Linked DNA regions of Mus musculus: regions 1, 3, 4 and 5 are each linked to region 2. A link is a contact called in public Hi-C and promoter capture Hi-C data. All regions are on one chromosome and are shown on one strand. The core of a region is the stretch at or near the end of the contact, and the rest is flanking DNA. Distances in the headings are between cores, read along the strand shown.

Region 1 (2,700 bases), core at 176-2,675, 4.8 Mb after region 2:
AGTTAATCAGTTTGAAGATGTAGCTTTTTTCCTAGAAATATGTTTCACACATGTCATTTTTCTGAGGGAGTACAGCAATGAACCACCACTGTTAGCATGTCTGGGTTTTATGTTGGTGACATGTTTAAATGATGGGCGTCAAAGGTTAAGGCAGCATGCCTAAAAAGACAAACATAGACAAATTGTTCAACAGGAGTTGGTTTTGTTAGCATTCTGTCTAAGCTCCGCCCCACAGTTACCTGGCAATAGCCAGGCTTGCCTGACTCACTATGAGAGGGGCTGCTTGCTACCTCTGCCCTCTTCCCTCCTTTGCTCTCTCTTGTCTTCTTGCTCCTGCTCTGTCCTCTCACCCCTACTCCCCCTTGTCTACATGTGCTCTCAGCCAGCCTCTATTCCTCAACTCTCTCTGCCTTTCTCTGTCTCTAATACCCTTTTAACTCCCTTCCCCATTCCCTGAGTAAACTCTATTCTATACTATACCCATGGGCCTGCGGGGGCACCCCATACCTGACTACACATCCACCAAAACATATTCCTTCTTTCCTTTATCTTTTTATAACACACAATAGGTTTAACTTCACAGAATTATATCCTGCCTTGAAAGAGCAGAGGGTTATATCCTCAGTTTTCTTTTTCTTCTGTCTCCTACACTTGTTTGCATTTCACAAATGCATATATAAATGCACAGAAAGGGCTGGGCATAGAGTTGTAATCTTAGCACTCAGGAGGTCAAGGAAGACTGCAAGTGAGTTCTAGGCCAGCCTGTGCTACGTAGCAAGATTTTCAATAAAATAACAGCACAAAGGTAGATCTCAACTTAAGATTTTGTTTGCAAAGTCGGGCAAGTGGTGGCACACGCCTTTAATCCCAGCATTTGGGAGACAGAGGCAGGTGGATTTCTGAGTTCGAGGCCAGCCTGGTCTACAGAGTGAGTCCCAGGGCAGCCAGTGCTATACAGAGAAACCCTGTCTTGAAAAACCGAAAAAAGAAAAAAAAAAAAAAAGGTTTTGTTTGCAAGCTGTGCAAACACGAGACACCTAACATCTGAGCTCATCATCTCGCTTGCGAGGTATAATCGCAACCTAATTCTGTTAAGCAGCTCCAAAGATCATTCGGGAACTTGTCCTCAGGGAAAGCAATGAGCCTTATCCCTAAGGAGCGCACCAGCATTTGACAGGTGCAGTCACTGCGGTCCTTTGGCTTCCTCTGGGCTGTGTCTGAAGACATGTCCTGACTTGTCAAGCCTGGTCCTGCTATATCCTGAGGATTCAACAAGCCCGCTCCAACGGCGTCATCCATCCAGTTGGGAGAGCTTTGTTCGATTTTGAAATTTCTCGCCGGCTGCCAAGTCTCTGGATTCTGGGACGGCCCCGCCCCTCGCCTGGGCCCCGCCCCTCCGCGCTCATTGGTCCGTTCAATCCACGCCGGCGCCGAGGCGCGCTCATTAAGCGATGGCAGAGTCCAGGAAACGCTTCCTTGGCAGGGCTGCGAGGAATCCCTTGCCGGTGACCCGGGACCTGCAGCTGCCCCCGACCAGGCGAGACCAGCCGGCCTTCCGAGGTGAGCGATGGCACGGGGCCTCGGCCGCTAACTCTCTCTGAGAGCCCAGGCCGCTGCCGAGGGTAGCGCGTGGCTCGGCTCCTGCCGGGGCCAGCGGTTTATCTTCGGGGTCTGAGGGCGGGGGCGGGGCTGCCCGGACCCCCGACTGCGCCTGCGCGCGCGCTCGCTAGCTCCCGGGTTCTCCTATCTCTGTGCTTGGAACGTGGAGGTGAGGCTGGGACTGTTTGCATGATGTCCTGGACGTTTTGGAAAAATGGAGTTGAATGGTCTGCAGCAAGAATGTGGAAAACTTATGTAAGTTGGTCAGAATTTGGCGACTGGTATCAGATCTCTCTACACAGTTGTTTCTGGAACCCTATATTGAAATGTGTTCCCTGCAATTTTCACTCGATTAGGACATTTGATGCTATTTATTTATTTATTTATTTATTTGGGAGGATGAACCTCAGAGCTTTGTATACGCTAGGCAAGTATTCTATCATTGAGCACAAGCTAGAGTCCTGAGAGGAGGGAACCTAAACTGAGAAGATGTTTCCACAAGATCAGGCAGGCTGTAGGCCAGCCTGTAGGGCATCTTCTTAATTAGAGATTGATGGGAGAGGGAGGGCCCCGCCCATTGTGGGCGGTGCCACCCCTGGGCTAGTGGTCTTGAGTGCTATTTAAAAACAAAAACAAACAAACCAGGCAGAGCAAGCCTTGTAGCTACACTTCTTCATGGCACCAAGTTCCTGCCCTAACTGCTTTTGATGATGAGCTAACTGTACTATGGAGATATTAGTAAATGAACCCATTCTTCCCCAAGTTGCCTTTGGTGAGAGTGTTTTCATCACAGTAATAGTAAGCCTAAAACAGCACCTTGCATGTAATTTCTGATTCATGGGATCATTTGTCTAAATTGAGAAATCTCCTATTGTGTTGTTATAGGAATAATCTCTTTTCCCAGGGAGGAGACACTCCACACCCTTAGTGGTTACTCTTTAAAGCTCTTTAGTAGAAGTTGTTCGCTCTGGCTAGCACCCAAGGAAGAGCCAGCCCTGAATACGAGACTTCATTGGCTTTTTAAACACTTTAGACTGGTGCTTTCTTGTCGCTTTGGTTTTTGTTGTTGTTTTGAGACAGGGTTTCTCTGTAGCTCTAGCT
Region 2 (2,700 bases), core at 86-2,585:
CTTCTATCTTGTGCACAGCTGAGAAGAGAGATGCACAAAAGAAACTGGAAGCCACGGCCACAACAGCTCCCAACTGAGCCATCAGTGAACCTGTATCCTAGAGAGAAGATATGGGACAATGTGTAGCCTGACGTACAGGAGAGCCACCAAGCTGAAGCTCACGTAAAGTGATTCTGGGGCAGCCTGCTGTAACACACACACACTACTTGCCAGATCTACAACTCACTGTGTCCTTGTTCTCAGTCAACATTCCGTTCCTTAACTGTGGAAGTATAATTCCCATTGAAGCAAGGGGGCATTAGCTCCAGAAACAGCTATACCTAAGAGAGATTTGGTGCCATTTGGGCAAGGTTCAAAACACAGCCTTCTCTCCCCTTCACGTTAACATGTTGTCAACAGAGCCATTTATACTTGTAAGGAAGAGAGGCAGCTGCAGGGTGCTGGCCCAAATTACAGAGGATGTCAAATGACAGGCAGCTGTGGCTATGTATTTCTGGTCAGAGCCTCCTACTTCTAATTGCCTGCCATTTCGAAGGAAACCACCAGTCATTCCCTTAGGACCCTGAGGGGGGGAAGAGAGAGAGGGAGGGAGGGAGAGAGAGAAGAGCAAGCAACTGAGTTCCGACGTAGGATTCTCTCTCTGATCTGTCCTCCACCTTCTCTGTTGTTCCTTTGGACTTAAACGGGACAGATCTCTATGTAAAACTGTAACACATTCTCCCATATCCTTTGCCCCCGCAAGCCCCATGGTTATAGGAAACTGGAAATGTCTCAGGCTGGAGACTCTGGACTACTCCGAAGTGAGGGTGGGGTGGGGTGGGGTGGGATGTCCCCAAATGTCCAGGGTCCCAGATGCCACAGAGTTACATGTAGACACTCATTTCCTGAACCCTGAAGGATCTGGAAAACACTACAGTGACGGACGTGCACACCGGGCACAGGGCACGGAGTCCACCTCTCAGGTCTGACTAATTTACTTATTTTTTACCGTAGCGGCCTTCAGCTACCGAGCAGCAGGAGTGTCCTCTCTGCAAATGTCCTCACTACCACCCCAAAGCCACCTCTTGCCCTTTCCCCGCCCTCCTCCGCGAGGCAGACACGGCCGAGAGCTTCCGCTCGGACCCGTGGGCAGGGGACTGGACTCCCGGGTGGGCGAGCTGAGGGGGCTCAGGACGTCAGCTCCAGCCGCGCCCACCCCCCGAGCCTCAGCGATGCCGAGCGTGCACGGAGGGGCGGCGGCCGCGTACCAGGCTGTCCCTCCAGGCGCTCCGTACACAGCCGAACCCCCGTGCAACCGTAGAAACCGCCACACCCCTCAGCACCCTACTTCCTTCCGGGCCAGTCGCTTCGATGACGCCATCAGTCCGCGCGCGCGCAAAAAATAAAAAAAATAAATAAATAAAAAGAAGACCCCGCCCACACCACACCCCTGTGCTCGTCCGGCCGCTCCGCCCCCTCGCGCTGCGAGCCGCAGTGTTCGGCGGTGGCGCCAGGGGACGCTCGCGAGCTGGCACACTGGCTGCGCACCTAGGCTTGCGGGTTTTAGGATGCCCAGGGCTGGCAGAGCGGGCTCCGGACACCAAGGCTCTGGTATCACCTTCCGAGGCGCTGGCTTCGGAGGTTGCTAGAGATTCTCCTTCGCTTCAAGTCCGAGCTGGATTTCTTTTCTTCTTCCGGAGCCGGGATCAATGCGATGCAGCGTTCTTGTCCTTCTGCTCGCTTCTTTTCCTGCTGCATTAGCCGAAGGAAACTTTCAAAGGTGCAGATTATGACGTCGCCAGTCAACAGTCCTACTCTGAGTTGCCCTTTATACTTTTCTGAGAGCTTTGTTTGGCCTTGAGGTCCCCACAGCAACATAAAGTAATTAACAAGGAATTATTGTTCCGATTTTTAATGAACGGATTCTGAAATCTGTGAGTGCTGAGGTCAACAGCAGTTGTTGAAAACTTAGCATTTCCTTAATAGTTCGGGCTTCCTGTCTTGCTTAACACATGCCATGGTGAGCTTTTGTCTGTCATCTGCACCCCCCCCCCCCCGGGGGGGTATAGCAGACCAGGAAGAAAACGTTTTTCCTAGCCTAAAGCCCTCACATGACCTCACCCTGCCATAGCGTTACCTTTGGACATTCATACTGGGCCTTTTCTCCGTTTTGTCCTGGGGCTGGAACTAAGGGCTTTATGGCTGTCCTCTATCCCCAATCTGCTTCTTTAGCAGGAAATTTCTAAACCGGCCACTGCAGTCATTTTGTTTGCAGGCCAGGAAGTGCCCACTTTAACTCCTGCTTTTAGTACATGAAAAGGCTTTTCCGTACAGTAGATGGCCAGTGGTCAATGTCCGACGATTTTAGGACTCAGGAAAAGAAGAGTAAAGGAACCCCTTTGTCTTCTCCCAAAAGCCAAGGCACTGAAACTGAATTCAAAGTTCCGGGAAGCCAGATGTTTGGTGACAGCAGAAGAAAAGCAGCTGCCCCCAATCCCAGACACCCAGTGGCTGCAGAAGAAGACAACAGACCAAGTAGTTTCAAAACAGCTTGTCTAAGGGACCCAGCAAACTCCCCATTCTGCCCCTAAAGATCCCCCTCCCACTTCCCGATTCTTAGCTACAAAACCTGAGGCTTGAAGCATGTGACCTGCCTTCTCCTGGACTCTGGTTCCTGAGTGACTGGGTCCTGTGCCCTGGTCAGAGTGTGGTCCAAACTAG
Region 3 (2,700 bases), core at 191-2,690, 4.1 Mb before region 2:
CCTCCTGGTTTAATTTCCTACTGATCTTTCCTCTTGCTCTCCGTTCTCTAGCCCACACTTTTCCTTTGTCTGTTTTTACTCCAACTATCTCCTTAAGTGTAGGGCTCTTCATTATCTTTCCTTAAAAGGCACACACACCCTGATGCCACAACTTACTGCATTACCTCAATGTGATTCTCTACCTAATTATCACTTACTTCTACCGCATTCTCCCAATAAACCTTCCTTTCTTAAAAGATATTTTATTTACATTTCAAAGGTTATTCCCTTTCCTAGTTTCCCCTCCGAAAATCCCCTACCCCCTCCCCCTGCTCCCCAGCCCACCCACTCCCATTCCTGGCATTCCACTCCAGGCATTCCCTTATACTGGGGCATAGAACCTTCACAGGATCTAGGGCCTCTCCTCCCATTGATGACCGACTAGGCCATTGTCTGCTACATATAAACCTTTCTAAAAGAACCTGTCTCCACTAACTTACTTTGCGTTATCCTCATCGTTATCACCATTGCCAGCATCCGGCTATGACCTCCCTGTAAAACTCAAGTTGGTCTCAAGCTCCCGAACCAACCTCCCCACTAGCTGAGTGTTCACAGCTGCCTCGTTGCTTTTACAGCACTTAACAGTACTTAAACATTATATTATACAGTTTATGGTACAAGTCTCTGAATCCCATTGCTAAGTAAGGACCTTGAGGGTGTAGAACATTGTTCCCCTTCATTGCTCTGTCCGGGACTGTATTTGGCACATGACAATTTCTTCAAAATCACTTGAACTACTTAATGGCTTTCAAAAGGGAGAACTGGGGAAGCAACCCTCATTTTATTATCACTCCTGCTGACCTTTTAAAAGCACTTTCTCAGGCCTGGATAATGGCTCAGGAAGGAGTGTGAGTCTGGTAACCCGAGTTTGATCCTTACAGAAGGAGCAAGGGAGCGACAGTAGAATCTGTCCGTTTGGGGGTCACATGCATACAGGTTTTTTTCGTTTGTTATGTTGTTTCCCCATACGACACTGCCGTGTGTGTTTCAAAGTGAGAACGGAGATGGCTGCTAGAAGTTCCCGCGGGTTGGTAAAAGAGCTGACGGCTTCAGGCTTTCCAGGCACGCGGCCACGGCCAGAAATGGGACGGTAATTAGCATTAAAGCCCCGCGCGTGCACAAGTGACTCGGAGGGTGCGCCTTGGGTTAGAGAGGACAAAGAAGCCCCACTTTTTAGAGGTTTGGAGCTCGCGCAGAGACACAGCAAGCAGGACAAGACGATATGTGCGCTCCTAGGGCAAGGGCTGCCGGAGGCGAGCACGCCAGGATCCAAGCGTGCGCTGGCGCGGAAGCGCGCATGCTCACTGTGCCCGGGGACGTCACGGGCTTCTGGGACACTGAGACGTTCTCGCGATAGGTTAGTGGCTCTCCGGAAGTGGCTCCGCGGAAGAAGCGTGGCCGCTTCCCCGGTCCTTCCTAATGCGGCGAGCTGAGCTGCCGGCACCATGCAGTCGGACGACGTGAGTTTTCCTCCTCTCGCCTTGGCACCACTGGGTTTTGCGCGGCATTTCGCTCATTTAGGATTCAGTCCCGCACGCTCAGACGGCCCGTTTGTCTCCGCTTCTCCCGGATGGCGAGACTTGCAGAGCCCCGATTTCCGATAGTGGCTTCCCACGCGCGTGTAGAAGGCCAGGCCACCCCAGCCCCAGCCCGCCGGGTGGGCTTCCTTAGTCCCTAGTGCTTGGCAGTGAAGCCCTTTGTGCCAGCTGCCATCTGAACGGCAGTTGTCTCGGGGTGGCAAGGCGGGAGAGATGCGATGTTTAAAATCCGTGCTTAGGGAACTCCTCCATGAGCGCTACCTCTCCAGTGTTAGGCTTTTTATTTTGCTCTGCAGCCTGCCCGAGGCGTAGTTTCGGAAGTAAGACTTCGTTTGTCTGTTCACAGAGTTGTAAGTACATAGCCAGTATCCAACTGGTGTAGGTTCAGTGTGATGATTGGTTGTTAACAGTCGGGCAAAAGACATTTAAAAAAAACCAAAAAAACCTCTGCTCTCATGAGCACTCTGGGGATGGAGAATAACGGTACTATGAAAGAGGAGTAATGGAGAAAGAGCGGTAGATCAGTCACATTGGGCTAAAAACCCCAGAATTGGGACTGAGGCAGCCACTGAAGAGCCGTAGGAATAGTAAAGGTACAAAGATGAGAGATAGGGAAGGACTTGTTACAGGAATCCAGAGGATGAGGGGGAGACTGGATTTGATAGGCTTGCCCGGACAAGGTCAGGGAGAACCTTGAAGGAAATGGTTTCCAGGTCTTTTTTAGTGGGAACTAGGGAGAACTGTTGTATTTTTTTTTTTTTTTAATTTAAGAAGAGCGTGAAAATGAGAGTTGCACTGGGGTATGTTTACCATCGGGATCCTTTTAGAGATGCTAAGTGGGCAGCTGGGCGCACAGACAAATCCGGTGCCCAGGAAAGAGGTGTGACCAAATGATGTGTAAGAGGTCTGACCACGAAGCTGAATAATACACCCACTCCACTTCTCGTTTCCTACAATCCTTACCCCTGTGTGTTTTATTCTTTGGCCCTTCGTTCTTCCCCCCTTTAACTGCTCTAGGGTCCTTCTTGGCTCTTCAGTGCAGTCCATCTAGAGACCTTTATGCTCACACACACACCCCCATATGTGGCTTTAGTGATTGCAACTTGATGCACCGTTTTTATAT
Region 4 (2,700 bases), core at 192-2,691, 3.8 Mb after region 2:
AATCCCATCACTCAGGAGGCAGAAGCAGGCGGATTTCTAAGTTCGAGGCCAGCCTGGTCTACAAAGTGAGTTCCAGGACAGCCAGGGCTATACAGAGAAACCCTGTCTCAAAAAACCAAACAAACAAACAAATAAAAAACTGTCTTGGTCATGGTTTCCCTTCACAGCAATGGAAACCCTGAGGCAGTACGTGAATGAATAAATGGGGAAAGTCACAGAAATGAAATTACGTATGGCACAACAGAGGAATCTCAGTAGAATCTATACAATAAGAAGGAGACGAAAAACTCTGATTCAATTTAAGTGAAAGTTAAGAAAACACAAGTTTGTTTCTAGTGACAGAAAGGTTAGTACTGGGCAAAGGGGGTCTGCTGAATGGCTGAAAGGTATGACTGTAAAGAGTAAGGAAGTTTTTAGAGGTGGTGTTTATTATCTTGATTGTACTGATGGTTTAAGGGCATGGACGTGGTAGAAGTTAACAAATTATGTCCACGTTAAATGAGTGGGTTTACTATACACCCTTTATTGGGATAAAGCTATTCATTTTTGAGACAGGGTCTCACCATGACGATCTGGCTGGCCTGGTACTATTTAGGTAAACTGGGGTGGGCTTGAACTCAGAGATCACCAGGGAGTGGACGACCTCTGCCCTGTCCCCCGCCCTATGCTGGAAATTTTTTTAATGCTATTTTTAAAACCCCAAAAGAGAAATCAATTATCGTGACAACTGATCAAGTATCTAATCAATTATCAGTATACTAAAAAGTTGTACTAGAACATCGCCACCACCAGACGTGCATAGGGATTTTCCTGGATGTCTTGCAAAGATACAGTCAGTAAAGTGGGGACCAATGAGAGAGAACTGTTGTTGGTCCAGTCGGGTCACCTAAGCGGGTATAGCTGGTGTACATGTCTCTGGGACGAAAAAAACCAACACCTCAAGAAGAATTGGAGAAGGGATGCAGGATAATGCAGAACAGGAATACCATCTCCTCACTCTCGTTCAAGAGGGTTCCAGGGGCCAAATGCATCCCCAGTAGTGCGCTTTGTAGTTGTAAATATCTGTGTCTGTTGGAATTGGAGAGTGACGGTTGTTTTTGTGGAGCGAGGTGGGTTAGCCCACGTGAAAGCTGGAACGCTTAATCAAGAAGGGAACTATTCCTGTGCCCACAAACCACTTCACCACAACCAACAGGGAATTCCGAGTCTCTAACCCCGGCGTCTTTCCCGGAACTCCCGGATCCACCGATCACGTCCACCTCATCATCATCATCTTCTTCCGCCCGGAAGGGTTTCATTCGCCTACACTAGGAAGACTTCTCTCCCAGCCACCGCGCACCTCACCGCAACGCGCAGCCGCGGAGGCGTCGCTTTACGGCCGGAGGGGGCGGGGTGTCAACGTGCGGCACAGAAGGTGTTCGGGAGAGGCTAGGTTTTTTTGCGACAGGACGTAAGCGGCGACGGAGGTGGCGCGACAGCTGCTGGAGGGCCGAGGAGGCGGGTTTGTGTTTCCAGGGCCGAACCAGGATGTGGGGGGGCGCGGGTCCTGGGCTTGGGTAGCTTGGAGTCCCTCGGCTACAGCCATGAGTGAAGGGGATCGGCGAGGGGGGAGGCCTGGGGCGTCTTTGGGCGGTGGGTGGCTCCGAAGGGCTGGCGGGCCGGAGAGCCGGCTCTAGGCCGGCCATCTGACCCCGTGTCTTGCCCGAACTCGCAGAGCGGCGGGTCCTGTCCTCGCCATGAGGCCGCAGCAGGCACCGGTGTCCGGGAAGGTGTTCATTCAGCGAGACTACAGCAGCGGCACGCGCTGCCAGTTCCAGACCAAGTTCCCCGCGGAGCTGGAGAACAGGGTATGCAGCCCGGCTTCCCCTGCTCCTGGCCCTGCTCCTGGCCCTGCCCCTGGCCCTGGGGAGGGGAGAGTCCCTGGAGCGGGAGGGAGTGTCTCACGGTTCGGGAGAGCATGAGACGTCAGGATTCATGGGAAAAGATATACGAAGGAGGTACGGTCTAGTATTTGGAGAAAGACCACTAAGGCTAATGCTCAGAGTACAGTGATCATATAGAACTTTTAGGATGCTGGCCCGCAGTCCACCCAAGAGTGTCCTTAACAGGATGCCGACACACACACACACACACACACACACACACACACGGTACTTGACACCTGGTTGAAGCTCACACACACACACACACTCACTCAGTTATTGACATCTTGATGAGGTGCTAATTCCTGGAACTCCAGGCCACCTCATACCTCCTGTGGTAACCTATATCCTACTGCCTCAGACACGCGAAAGACAGCGTCATAGTCATGACTGGTATCTGTGGTCACTGTGCTGGTCATACTGTTCAGCTGAAAGGGTTTATTAGGGATGTGCTCGGCAGTCCAGACAGGCCTTCTTGGAACCTGAAAAACGTACACGGTCCCGGGCAGGAACGGCAAAGGAACTTGTAGCTGAACCAACCCTGACTCCCAGTCATTATCACTGGGAACTTCCTGTTTGCCTTGCATATCAAAACGGTCATGGGGCAGAGGTCCTTTGGGCAACCTTGTAAACAAAGATGAGATTTGTGTACCATTCCTTCAGATTTAACCACACCAAAAAAAAAACAAAAAAAATCTACTCGTCTACCCAATGTGATCCTCCTTTTGTTCTTCAGCGATATTACTCAGATTCTATTTCCTGTTCATAAATCAGTTTC
Region 5 (2,700 bases), core at 107-2,606, 4.1 Mb before region 2:
ACTCATACACATGCGGCCCAAACCCTGCTTTAAAACAAAAGACTCTTGAAATAATTAGTCCAAGATCATGCAGAAGTCTACTTAAGAATGGATTTTTCACAAGCAACCAGACTGCCATACCAAAAAACTTAAAAAAAAAAAAGTTAGCTTCTTTCCACCTCGCCAACTTGCCTAGAAAAAGTGATCAAGATTTTGGGTACTTCTGGGGGAAGGGTGGGTGGTATTAACATCGAAGACTTGGCTCAGAAAGATCCAACAGGTAGCCTAGACAGGAAATCCAGACCCGCTTTCTAACCTGTAACACCTGAGCTGCCCCAAAGCCTCAGATGAACTAATTTAGCATCATCACGCGGTGGGGTGTGGGAAGCGGTTGGTGGTGGGTGGCTGGCTGTGCTGGAAGGTACCGTCACCACCTAGGCTGAAAGCAGACCCCAGGGTCTGGCCTTATTGCCAGAAAGCAAAGCTTTTGCCAGGCCAGCCCTGAGCTGGGGGCCCAGCTTTCTTTCTGCAAGGCTTTATCTATTCAGTAAAGCGACGCTCTTTTAATCCAGCGTCTGGCCCCTAGGAGCCAGTGAAAACCAACAAAGAAAAAGAAAGTCACCCCGCGCCTTGTCCCGCACGCTGCACTGTATACATATTTAAAATAGCCTGCAAAGTTTCAGAACCGGAACTTGAGCTCCCTCTAGGAGATCCTAGCCCGAGCGCGGATTTAATTCTCCAACCACCACAACAAAGAACAGAGTTTGAGAGCGCACAAAGGCAGGCGAAGGGGTAGAAGAGATGGACCGCCATACAAAGGCCGGGAAGACTCGGCTCACACGCCCCTGGCCCTCCACTCGCTTCCAGACCCCCTTTATTCCCAACAAAGTGAATGGGATCTTTCTAACTGCGCGCTGTGCAGAGCCCAGCAGGGCGCCAGGACGCCTTCTGGGCCGTCCCAGACACCGGGAAACTCGGCTCAGGACCTGAACCTGCGCGGTCCCTGTTCTCCCACCGGTCCAGGGACTCACCGTTACACCACTGGAATGGGTGCATCAATGAAGTCAAGGTCGGCTTCCGGGAGCAAACCGAGGCAAGGTGTTGGAGCTGGAGGGGCTGTGCACTGAGACCGCCGGGATGGAGATGCAACTCCCGGAGGAGTGGAGTCAAGGGTTACAGAGAGGCCGGTTTGCAGAGCAACAAAGAGGGCAGAGGAGGAAGCAAAGTCTTTTCGGAGCGAAGCCCTACCGAGGGCCCGGGCCGGGAGGGCAGCCGAGAGAGCCGGGATGCCCGGCCGAGAAGGCAGTAGCCAGGACACGAAGCCGGGCTTGGGTCCCACTGCGCTGAGCAGTGCGCGCTGGGATTCCGAAAACTGACACCGCACGGCTCACACCCCCCTCCCTAGGACTGCTCCCTCCCGGGAGCCCGCCCCCTTTTCGTCACCTGCCCTCCGGCCAATGGGAGCCTTTCTCCTGCCCTGGGGTATTATTTACAAGCCAGTTTACCCTCTGGACAGGGGAGCTTTTTTCTGGGTAGATTCCTACCCCGCCTCCTAGCCAGACCTGGGGAGTCCCTAGCCTGCAGAACGGCGTGAGAGGCGACGCCTGCAGGGGGCGAAGATCGCCGCCTCCTAGGACCCGGGCGGGGAGGGCTATGGTGGTGGAATGACACGAGGATTAGTGCCACTTTTGTTTTCCGCCTACAGATCCGTGTCTGTCTCGAATTTCTATAGCTCTGTAGAAGGCAGTCCTGGGAGTTGGTTCCACTTGTCCTTCGCCTTTAGACCTGGTTATGCGTGGCAGCTAGCGCATTCCCAGACCCACCGCGAAAGGAGAGAACTGAGGCAAAGAGGGCAAAGCAGATGAAACTCAAAACTCCATCTTCAAAGGGCTATTGTTCTCACATCACTTCAGGACAGAGCCTTCTTTTACAAACAAGAATAAGGCCTAAAGCTGAAGGCCATACCGTGCCAGGATTCCAATCTCCTAGACTGTGGCGAAAACCCGGAAACTGGCTTTGTCAATGGCCGGGACAGGGGTCTTGCTTCGGTGTTGAATGGACAGGGGATGAAGGGGGGGGGGGATCTCAAATCTCCATGTAGTATTATTTATTTTGGATGACATTGCATAGTTTATTTTATATGTTTATTATTTTGCTAATGGAAAGCTATTTGGTCCTAACTGACCTCCAACTCCAGAGATCTGCCCTCCTCTGTCTCCAGGGTGCTAGGATGAAAGGCCTGTGCCACCATACTCAGGCTTGTTTATGTATGCTTTTGTTTATCTTTCCACTTAAAAGAAAGTATTACCATCAGTGCATAGAGTATCATTGAAAGTACCCCGGTGCAAGGCGCCACAGCCACGTTCAGAAGCAGTGTGTTGAGTAGACCCACAAATAAGCAAGCAAAACGGCCTGCTCTTCCTTTGTCAGGACTTATCATCCCACTATTGATTTGTTGGAACTGAGTCTCTGGCCCCTGAGCGAGCTAATGCATGCGAATGAATGTTTTGCCATTTCCAAGCACAGTCGTTAAAGTATCAAATATCCTGACCTGCATCTCAGGGCTGCTGGAACAAATGCAATCTTCTTATCTCTGGGGATGGTCGGATAGTCTCCAAATCCAGAAGGCCTTTGTGGACGGTGATTGTGGTGTTTGCATATACACCGTACTTCCCTTAACATCAAGTTGCATACCCCCCACCCCCCAATATTTGTGTAACT

Evidence for each region. Promoter capture Hi-C pulls out the DNA fragments that hold promoters and counts their contacts. A called contact is a pair of places that touch in the nucleus more often than the background predicts.
Region 1: a Hi-C map of CD4 T cells shows a contact between it and region 2, with 5 times the contacts expected there. The contact joins the promoter of Ckap2 here to the promoter of Erlin2 in region 2. A contact is called at or near these places in 1 of 39 promoter capture datasets (pre-B cells) and 1 of 484 Hi-C or Micro-C datasets (CD4 T cells).
Region 3: a contact with region 2 is called in a promoter capture Hi-C map of liver, with 3 times the contacts expected there. The contact joins the promoter of Mak16 here to the promoter of Erlin2 in region 2. A contact is called at or near these places in 3 of 39 promoter capture datasets (cranial neural crest, liver and pre-B cells) and 2 of 484 Hi-C or Micro-C datasets (B cells and CD4 T cells).
Region 4: a promoter capture Hi-C map of pre-B cells shows a contact between it and region 2. The contact joins the promoter of Golga7 here to the promoter of Erlin2 in region 2. A contact is called at or near these places in 2 of 39 promoter capture datasets (liver and pre-B cells) and 1 of 484 Hi-C or Micro-C datasets (CD8 T cells).
Region 5: a contact with region 2 is called in a promoter capture Hi-C map of pre-B cells. The contact joins the promoter of Rnf122 here to the promoter of Erlin2 in region 2. A contact is called at or near these places in 2 of 39 promoter capture datasets (cranial neural crest and pre-B cells).

Annotation. Positions count from the first base shown.
Region 1 is chr8:22,184,544-22,187,243 of GRCm38.p6, reverse strand. It overlaps Ckap2 (cytoskeleton associated protein 2), which reads left to right and starts at 1,425. Exons shown (of 9, transcript NM_001004140.2): 1 at 1,425-1,560. The coding sequence starts at 1,452. It overlaps Gm29878 (a long non-coding RNA gene), which reads right to left and starts at 1,216. Exons shown (of 2, transcript XR_378798.3): 1 at 1,165-1,216; 2 at 92-159.
Region 2 is chr8:27,022,454-27,025,153 of GRCm38.p6, reverse strand. Erlin2 (ER lipid raft associated 2) reads right to left here and starts at 1,335. Exons shown (of 12, transcript NM_153592.3): 1 at 1,248-1,335; 2 at 1-97. The coding sequence starts at 82.
Region 3 is chr8:31,167,464-31,170,163 of GRCm38.p6, reverse strand. It overlaps Mak16 (MAK16 homolog), which reads left to right and starts at 1,440. Exons shown (of 10, transcript NM_026453.3): 1 at 1,440-1,499. The coding sequence starts at 1,485.
Region 4 is chr8:23,255,821-23,258,520 of GRCm38.p6, reverse strand. Golga7 (golgi autoantigen, golgin subfamily a, 7) reads left to right here and starts at 1,441. Exons shown (of 5, transcript NM_020585.2): 1 at 1,441-1,847. The coding sequence starts at 1,737.
Region 5 is chr8:31,110,483-31,113,182 of GRCm38.p6, reverse strand. It overlaps Rnf122 (ring finger protein 122), which reads right to left and starts at 1,356. Exons shown (of 6, transcript NM_001368375.1): 1 at 1,011-1,356. The coding sequence starts at 1,035.